Linked DNA regions of Mus musculus: region 2 is linked to region 1. Evidence: chromatin contacts called from public Hi-C data. All regions are on one chromosome and are shown on one strand. Each heading gives the region's core, a stretch centred on a gene start, on an enhancer-like site or on the middle of the called end of the contact. The rest is flanking DNA. Distances are from core to core; before and after follow the strand shown. Region 1 overlaps Cd44 (CD44 antigen). Region 2 overlaps Pdhx (pyruvate dehydrogenase complex, component X).

Region 1 (4,998 bases), core at 2,455-4,954:
ATTTCTGAGCATAGTCAGCTGATGAATTCTCATTTCATTTGGCGGGGTCAGCATCCTAAAATTGTGACTCCCGCACAGGCTTACTGGAACGCTTTCGGAGCAGATGAAGCAGGCTGTGAAGTTCCGGGAACCTTGGCTGTAGCTGGTGAAAGCAAACTGGGAAGCACGCTTTGGGGCCTGTCTTTACTTGCACAATTACAGTCAATCTCTCAGGCTGCCTGTGTCAGCAGGATCAGCCTTTCCTGCCTCCCGTTCTTCCAGTTACTGGGGGCAAGGGGAGGAGTGGCTTTTGCCTGTGTGTGTGTGTGTGTGTGTGTGTGTGTGTGTGTGTGTGTGTGTGTGTACATGAGGTGTAAGCATGGACTGTGAGCATGACTGCATACAGGTGTGCATGATAAGGCCAGATGATGCCTGGATGTTTTTATCTTTCTCTACCTCATTGTTTGGAGACAAGGGTTCTTCCTAAACCTGGATCTTACCTGTTCAGTGAGATTAGCTGGCCAGTGATTTCCAGAGACTCCCCCATTTCTCCTTCCCCAACATTGGGGTTATAGGCACAGCCCCCCTGACATTATAGATAGAGGCTAGAAGTCTGATCTCAGTTTCTCATGTTTGTGTGGCAACCATATTGCCTACTGAGCCACGCCCCCCCACCCCCCCACCCCAAGCTGTAGCAACACTTCTTTACAGTGTTGTTCTGTGGCCTCGGAGCACAGAGGAGCCTTTAGGGGGTTAGTTCAATGCAATAGCTTCTCTCTGCTGGAGTTTCTCAGGGCCCACACCCTTCCCACAAGTCCCAGCTTGGGGGCCAGTTTCTGAGTGCATAAAGTAAATGCCTCCCTGCCTGTCATTGGGATGTTCAATTCTTTCACCTCCAAAAATACCTGTAATTGCCTTTAACTGCTTAGTTCTGCTGTCCTCCAAAAGCCACTCCCAGCCACACCCCCACAATGAGCAAGGCTTTTTACACCTTTTAAAAGGAGTATTTGCATCTGAGTCAGCTTTCCATCTTCCATTTCATGAGAGTTTGGCTTAATGTTGTTTGGAACGAAACTGCAGATTATCAAAACAAGGATGACTTTTCATTGCATAAAGACATAATAGATTCAAAACTCAAAGGAATCCTTGGTATCAGGGGGAGTCAAGGCCAGTTGCCTATGGAGAAGAGCATTTACTGAGCATGTACTATGGTCTACTTCCTTGATGGCAATTTGCATGCATTTACTGTCTTACACTCGTCTATTCTTCCGAGTAAATATGTATTGAATAAACGAGCGACACTTCTTCAGCGTCACAGGAGTCTGAGAAATGGAAGCTCATGAATTGGAATCATTTAAGATGCCTCAGATCCTATGTGCTGGGATAGCATTTAACTCAGAGTCACCTCCCCTCCCTCCCATGATCCCACCAGTTCACCTTTGTCTGGTTAATTCTAGTCTTCTGCTCTCTGGACTCAGACCTAGAAAAGTCAAGGTCTCTTTCGTGTCTTTGTGGAATTTAGATTAAATAAATCTTTTTTTTTTTTTTTTCTGGATCATTGAGTAAAAAGACTCAGTTGTAATAACTCAGAAAGGCTGATAAGCAGGAAAGGGGAGGGTGAGAGTTTTCCTCTTTTCTCAGGGACAATGGGCCCTTAAAGACCACCAGTGGCCAGGGATCCAGCTAGGGGGCAGTTCTCCACTGTCCCCACTGAGCAGCTTCTCAGGCAAGGACCATCCCAGGACTGTAGAATGGTTTGAATTGGTCCCAAATACCGAAATTCACTGCAGGGCACACTGGGGATGTTTGTGGTAATTTAGGAAGATTCTCTCTAAGGAAATTAGCAACTCTGTTGTGTTTTACTTAATTGAAACCATTCTTTGCCTAGAGCTCCATTGATGGGTGGACTCGCTGCAATTTGAGAACAGGATGCTATCCACACTTTTTGTTTTGTCTGCTCTTTCACTCTGCTGGCCAGTCCACTCTGCTTGAAATATTCATTACATCCTAGCTGTCCAGATAACAGAGCAAAATGCCACTACCCAGTCCCTGGATCACTGGGAAAGTTAATCAGCTTTCTCACAGACCTCTTCTAGCTGCAGAGGGCTGGGTTGGGAACTAGAGATTCTCAAATTCCACTTCTTTGATGAGAATGCTGGGATCCAGAGAGCTGAAGTGATTCTTTAAGTACTCATAACTTACTAGTAAGGAGATGAGCACAGAGATCCATGTCAAATAAGTGCTTTCATTACTACATCAGAGATATTTTGTGTCACACTCTCTGACACCATGGATAAAAAGACGAATAAGGTTGGGTCTAATGGGACCCTTACTGGTTGGATGGGGCAGATTTCTAATATATATAGTGTTCTTTATAAAAAAAAATGGATCTGTCTAATGTGCCAGATCAATTTAGTCCTATCATCTATCTATCTATCTATCTATCTATCTATCTATCTATCCATCTACCTATCTATCATCTATCTCTACCCTCTATCTATGTATTTTTCTATTCATCACCCATAATCTCTTACTCACAATATGAGTTGTAAGAAGCCACATAACTGGGTAGTCAGGGCTGATCCCTAAACATCTTGAGGGCTGGAGGTCTTTGGCATTAATTAAGGATATAATAACTGATCATTAATTAAGTTATCACAAGAGGTGCTTTACCTATAGGCTTCTTTGAAGACACCTACTGGCCAATAGCTACCAAGTACTAAGCACTTTGCTAAGACTCAGGCACTTTGCCCAGTGCCTTATCTGCAGTCCTTCATTTCATCCTTAAAAGCACTCCATGAAGAAAGCATGACCTTTGCTTCACCAGTGAAGAACCTGAGGCTCAAAAGTTAAAAATGACAAGCCCCACATAGCCTCACTGAGAGTAGGGCCCCACGTGTGGACAATGATCCAGATGATCTTGTGAGGTTAAAGCCCTAACATTTCCAAGTAATGGAATAAAGTAATACTAGCACGGATGATCAGAGTCACAGTTAGGCTACTCTGAAACCCTGGATTGCCTTGAGTTCATGGCTAAGATCTGGAAGGGATAGATACAGCTCTACTATCCCCAATACTGAAACCAGCTTGTGATCCGAATGGAGCCCTTGTCCTCAAAGCCAGGACATTCAGTAGCCATGCGCTTACCTTCCAGTTCTCTCTTGCCTATCTTACCGAGTCCAAATGCTAGAGGCATCTAGAGGACATCAAAAGGAGATATTTTGATCCCTGGAAGATGAATATGAATCCTAAATTTATTTTAATCTGGAGATGGGTAGAGGAGAAATTCCATTTTGTCCAGTGTATTGCTTATATTTTTCATGCCTGTGAGCAAATACCTGGCAGAAAGGGGGTGAAGGAAAGAGGGTTTCTTTGGGCTTATGGTTAAAGAGAGTACAGTCACTGTGGTGGGAAAAGCATGACAGAGTTCATGGTAGCTGGAGCATATCACACCAGGAGGCAGGGGACAGGGATTCTGGCATTCCCTTCACCCCATTTATATTTAGTCCAGAACCCCAGCCCAAGGGATGGTGCCAGCTAGACCTAGGGCTGGCCTTCCTTCCTCTGGAAAGCTTCTCTGAAAAAAAAAATCACTCCTAGGCATACCAAGGAGTGTGTCCCCCAGGCCATTCCAAATCCAGTCAAGTTGACAACGGGCAGTGAGTCACCACACCAAGAGTCAGATCCTACCCAAGCCCAGTAAACAAACAAACAAATAAAAGAAGGGCACCCTTTCTTAGGAGAGTGAGCTTAAGAGCACACTGGTCCCCTGCCAGTGCAGCTCCAGCTATGGTGACAGACAATGCCTTGTTTTGTTTTCTGTCTAGCATTGTTGGTCTCAGACACTGCCTCATTCATAGGTTAGTGGCTTCCCTGTGTGCTCTTTGTTTCTTCATACACTCTTTGATGGCAGGGATTTGTCCTTATCACTTGTACCCAGGGTCACAGCTGGCATACACTTCCATATTTTATGGATGACCCTGTGAGTCAAGACCTTTCACCGTGTCCTTATTCTAGGCTGGTGATTGTTTGGCATGAACACGGTGTGTGTGTGTGTGTGTGTGTGTGTGTGTGTGTGTGTGTGTGTGTGTGTGTGTGTGTGTGTGTCAGATTTTATCCCACCTGGCCATTGTTCTCACCCAAAATTTTCTAGAGGTCTCTGTAGCAAAAGAAGAGCCCTTTGGCAGGTCTGCTCCCTTGTCATTTTGAATGGCCATTTATTTTAAGGGAAATTAACATCTTATTTTCTTTTGGCATCTTGATAGAGGGGTCATTTGTATCTTCCTGTATTTCCAGACTTCTGGGTTTTCAAATAAGCTGTCTTCCCTAATAACGGGAAGTTATGTTTGGCCCACTCCATGTGAGAATGTAACACATGCTAAGACTCTTGTCCAAACCCTGTGGCTTTACTTAGATGTAAGAGCTTGTTAAAAATGAGTTCTGGGAGCTTGGCATTTGAGACCGGCATCACTGTTACAGATGTAGTTGCACAGGTTGAAAGCACAAAGAGGGATGGATCACAATCACTAGGTGATTGGAAAAGTCCTAACCCTGGACATCCTTTGGCCCAGATTTTTAAAATCCCCACCCACACAGCCCAGCCTCTGATGGATCTGTTTTACCCTGTTCGTATGTTCAAAGTGTCTGCAGAACGAACAAGAGTCAGGCTCACGGAGGAGACAGGCACCTTCGTGGCATCCCTACCTACTCACTTTAGCACACAACATGAAAAGAGAAAATGAGAAACAAGAGATGGCAATGTTGCAATGAGGCCTGATGGTTTTGGTGCCTCCGATTTGGGAAGTGGTGGGAACCTAGAACTCGGTCTAGTTGCAATGCTTTGTCATTGCAAATACAGCTATGTCACCTCACTATGTTCTGATAAACTGGAAGATGGTGAGGAAGTAATCTAAAGGCATGACTCTAGTTTGGCTTTTTTGTTTTTTTGAGACAAGGGTATTTTTTTATGTAGCCCAAGATGACCCAGAGCTCATGATAATTCCTATCTATGCTGGATAG
Region 2 (4,823 bases), core at 2,017-4,516, 140 kb before region 1:
CAGAACAGTAGTATTTCATCATGAGTTCATCTGTAAACCCTAAGAGCTGCATTTCTGTCCTCACTAGTCACGCCTTCCATTTCCTTTCTGGCCATATGTCACTGACGAGGACCTCCAGTTGAGTACTCCCTGTTTGATAATAGTTAGGATATTTATATATGTATGTGTGCTGACAGACATGTTCTTTGGCCTTTGAGTGGCATAGCATAAGGTTCAGTAATAAAGTCCGTATACCTAATTCGGACCACGCCGCCTTCAGCAGTGTTTTTCTCTCCCCTCTAGTATTTCCAACTTGGGGATGTTTGGCATCGATGAGTTCGCTGCAGTGATTAACCCGCCTCAGGCCTGTATCTTGGCCGTTGGGAGATTCCGCCCCGTGCTGAAGCTGACGGAGGATGAAGAGGGGAACCCTCAACTGCAGCAGCACCAGCTTATAACGGTCACAATGTCAAGTGACAGCCGAGTGGTTGATGATGAACTAGCTACCAGGTTTCTTGAAACTTTCAAAGCAAACCTAGAGAATCCCATGCGACTTGGGTAGCCTTCAGAGACCAGGCGCTTGATTGGGTGTTCAGTATGGAGTAGATGAAGTGCGTATTTATTTAAGGCGAAAGCTTTGACCTGAGCTGTCTTCCTCTCCCCTGTACATGTACTGTAGAAATGTGTGATGACAAACGGACTAATAAAGAACATTTGGTTGGTCAGATCCACTTTTAACCTCTGGTGCTGTACAGAAGGCATTAAACTAATGTAAACTACATCCTATGTTTGGTTCATTTGAAATTTTGGAATAATTGTGAATGTATGATATTGTAAAATTAAAAAAATATATAGAACTGTCCCTTAATCATATTGACGTTATAACTGGGCTTCAAAGAGATGTCTGTCTATATTGGGGCCTCTCATTTTTTATAAGCTCTTGATATACTTGAACAATTTAATATGTACAGTTAGTTTGCTCTGGATTAGTATATAAGTACATTTTATTAGGGGTTGTGACAACATTATTAAACTTTTGTGTATATAAAGCCAGGTGTCTTAGCTAGATATATTTCCAGTCTTTTAACTTTGACACTGTGAAGCTCTAAGGATACAATAGGAATGAAGACAGAGGAAGAAAAACTAAAGAGTCGTTTGTTCAGAGACCTGACCTTATAAAGTTGGGGGAGCAGCTGGGTTTGTACCTATAACCTCAGCCTTTGAGAGAGATTGAGAAAGGAGGCCCGCTTTGAGGCTAGCTGGGCTACGCGGTGAGGCCCTGTCTCACAGAGGCAGGGAGAGTGTTTTACTGGAAAAGCTGCAGTTGATCTCAAATTGAGCAGCGAGCTTTCATGCTCAGTTGGAATCTAATGAAATAAATTCTCTTAGCATACATTGTAAATTTGTATTGTTTTAAATACAGTATTGTTTGCTGAAGCATTGTAATCAAGTTTGTATTGTACAGTCAAATGTAAGAAAATAAAAAAATTCTAGTCTACTTTGATATGACATGCAAAATAGAAGAGTGGCAAACAAGCTCACCATGGTGGTTTGCGCCTATAATCTTAGTACTTGGAAGACTAAGGCAGGGTTCCCATGAGTTCAAGACTAGCCAGAGCTACAGAGTGAGATCCTGTTTCACAAGAGAGGAGACCTAGGAAGGAGAACAGATGGGAAGTAGTGCTCATCTACTCCATCAGCTGAGCCAAATTGTCCCTCATTATCAGTAACATTAGAACTGCTTCTTTCTGTTGGCAGCTCTGGCAAGATAACGATATTTAAATGAGATGGTAATGAATGGTAATTTAATTCACCAGTTGCAGAAAGTTTCTCCTTAGTGTCAGTTGACATAAATCACCAGAAAAAAGACTCCATGGTACAAGTTGTATTGAGTATGACATGATGAACTATAGCCCTAACAAAGGAGCCTTCAGAAATAATTAGTGCCCCAGTATATCTCTTGTTAAGAAAAATATTTAATTCAGTTATTCGGTTTTAACAAGCCATTTTAAAATGGACTCTTCAAACTTTTGTCAGATTAACTTAAAATTATTACCAAGCACCGTTTTCAAAATAGCTTTTACACTTGCACTACTTTCAAGTTCAGTGTGGCTGAAATGTTTTTAATACTGTGTGAGTGTGTGTTGTGTGGATGTGGATATAGACACATGTTCCCAGGTGTGTAAGGCAGAAAACAACCTTGGATTCTTGCTTTCCACCTTGTTTGATGTATGATCTCTTGCTCACTGCTGTGTACACCAGGCTAGCTCCTGGTAATTGTCTTGTCTCTGCCTCCATCTGCCTGTAAGAACAGGTAGGGTCATGGTGTCTGTCTTTCAGGGTGTTAGGTTTGCATGACGAGTGCTTTTACCCACTGAACCCTCTCCTCAGCCCCCTTTTCTAATTTTGACATCTGAGGACTTGAACATGAGACAGCCATAAGTAGCTCTTTGCTTGCGCTCTGTCTTCTGTGGGCCGGTATCACTAGCAATAATGCCTCCATTTCCTGTAGCTACAAAGGAGGTTGGTCCCCATCCAGCTTGGACAGAGGCACTGTTTATCTGAAGCCATTTATTTCAGTTCGTGGGCAACACAAACCTAGTTGCCTCCCTCTCATGGTTTCTGTGATAGTTAATAAGCAGTGTAGAAGCTTTCCCCGTTTGATCAAAAATAATTCCTCTAGCATCTCTAGCAATTAGATTCCTGTAAGCAAATTGTCATTTATGGAAATAATCCTATTGCAGCATGAGGTCAAGGAATGATCTTGATTTGAAGGAGTGTGGATACATGGTGTGAGCCATGTGTGCATCAGCAAGACTGTCCACCACCACACTCTGTTTATAACAGGCAAATATACTGAGACAAGGAAAACAACCTAAGCATGAATTATGAGGGAAAAGCATCATTCATCTTAGTGTTTAACCATTAGTCATGGAAGTATTAATGAACAGTTACCTCTGTTAGTCAGAATGGGCTGGTTTCTTTAACTACACTTCCTACTTAGTAGCTAAAAATGAGTTTGTCCACTATTTTCTGTCACATTAAAAATGTCTGGGTGCTGCTGACCAGACTTGAATGAAACATTGCCAAGTAATTTATAAATACTGTTAAGAGTGTTCACATAATATCGAATGGAACTTTTTCTTTTTCTTTTGTTTTTTACTTATTTGCACTCTGAACCTACCTTTACCAGTAATTGTTTAAGCAAAACATAAGTTCTGGAAAAGAAGCCTTGTTTCCCTACTTTGAAAGGTAGGTGGTGCTATGAGTTAATATATTGTCATCCAAATAGAGAAACTGCATGGCTTTCGGTCTCAGCTTTCAAAGACATTCTGTTCTCATGACAAGGTTGTGTCATGATGGACGCGGGCTCCCTTCGCAAAGTGAAGAAATGAACTTATGCAGATTAAAAATTACACTTGAAACAAGTGCTATGAATGGGAAGCACTGGATTTTTAGAAGGGAGTAACAATACAGAAAGACTTTAAAATTAATCTGGCCATGATTCCAAGTGGGTTACAACAAAGGATGTGGGGCAGCAGGAAACAGCTGCAGGGTTTATACTAACTGAAGTATGACTGACTCTGGATCGCCATTACCTCAGGGCTTTTAATGAAGAAGGACAAGGAAGTGTGTCCTCCATGCCAGGCTGCTGTATGTGTGTTGTGAATGCAAGGTAGGCGTGTGCTTTCGAGACAGCGCCATAAGATGAGTGGAATTCCCTCCAGGACAGTTTCTGGAGGCTCACTATTGCCACTTGAAGAGGAGTGAGGTGCTTATATGTGATACAGCAAGTAGCATGGTTTCAGGACACATCTAAACTTGTAAATAAAAGAGTGATCGTCTCATAAAGACATTTTGAATAGTTCTGCATGGTTATTTGCCTTTCTGGCATCTGCATTGGTTTTGGAAGGAGGCAATTGGAACAAAGTAGTTTATCTTCTAAGTTATAGAACAATGAGGAGCCTCTTTAATTAAAAATAGTTTAGATAAACATATTTGGTGCCCACAGAGGCCAGAAAAGGCCATTGGATTGCCTGGAACTGGAGTTTCGGGCACTTGTGAGCAGCCATGTGAGTGCTGAGAACTGATCTTGGGACCTTTGCAAGAGCAGCTAACCACTGAACCATTTCTTAAGCACCCTTAATTGAAATTTGCTAAAGTCGTTTGCAGATGAACTTTGGAAAGTTACTGTTAGTTTGTGTCTTTGATCATATAGTTTATTTTCACAAATTAGAAGTCACTTCCCTGATTTTCCAACTCTGAGCCACCTTTTTCTTTCTGAGAAAGTGAGTATTGTCAATGCTCCTTGATTTAAACTATACCACCAAGGACATAAGTTTAAGGGAAATATAGGTTTCTGTTAAAAGTTGAGAGAACATTAGGACGATCAGTCAAGATTTTCTCATCTAAATGTATTTAAATTTTTTTCTTTATGAGATTCATAGTTATTCTTGTCACAGACAAGTAGATCTTTAAAGATTTGTCTGTTGTGGCCAAATGAGATACACATTAGTCAAGCCTTTATAAAGCATAAACTGGACACAAGGTTAAGTTTTTATGTGTATGTTACACTTAAACTTTGTATAGGGTCTCAATGTATGTAGCCCTGGTTATCCAGGAACTCCCTTTGTAGACCAGGCAGACCTCAAACTCAGATCTACCTACCTCTGCCTCCCTAGTGCTGGGATTAAAGGTGTGCACCACCACCTCTTGGCCCCACTTACTTTCTATCCGTGGCCCCTCAGTCCGCTTGGCAGAGAATACTACTTATCAGGAAGCTACAGGATAGAGCTTGGTAGATGATCACCCCTCCCAGTGCCTTAGCTTCTGCTCTGTGGGAA

The links. A called contact is a pair of places that touch in the nucleus more often than the background predicts.
Region 2: a contact with region 1 is called in a Hi-C map of bone marrow-derived macrophages, with 55 read pairs. The contact joins two enhancer-like sites. A contact is called at or near these places in 2 of 15 datasets of contacts at CTCF or cohesin (the G1E-ER4 cell line and the NIH/3T3 cell line), 28 of 484 Hi-C or Micro-C datasets (3T3-L1-derived adipocytes, B cells, the C10 cell line and 22 more), 9 of 115 datasets of contacts at active chromatin or transcription factors (CD8 T cells, the HPC-7 cell line, the NIH/3T3 cell line and 6 more) and 1 of 9 other capture datasets (bone marrow-derived macrophages).

Annotation. Positions count from the first base shown.
Region 1 is chr2:102,877,512-102,882,509 of GRCm38.p6, reverse strand. All of the region lies in intron 1 of Cd44 (CD44 antigen), which reads left to right. Among named protein-coding and RNA genes, the nearest start is that of Gm23731, 18 kb to the left of the region's middle. Within about 2 kb of position 3,704, at least 54 of the 459 cell types and tissues checked have an H3K27ac peak or open chromatin away from gene starts, as enhancers often do. A contact at or near this core is called in bone marrow-derived macrophages, where this site is marked.
Region 2 is chr2:103,017,729-103,022,551 of GRCm38.p6, reverse strand. Pdhx (pyruvate dehydrogenase complex, component X) reads left to right here. Exons shown (of 11, transcript NM_175094.5): 11 at 283-1,497. The coding sequence ends at 541. Among named protein-coding and RNA genes, the nearest start is that of Pdhx, 53 kb to the left of the region's middle. Within about 2 kb of position 3,266, at least 38 of the 459 cell types and tissues checked have an H3K27ac peak or open chromatin away from gene starts, as enhancers often do. A contact at or near this core is called in bone marrow-derived macrophages, where this site is marked.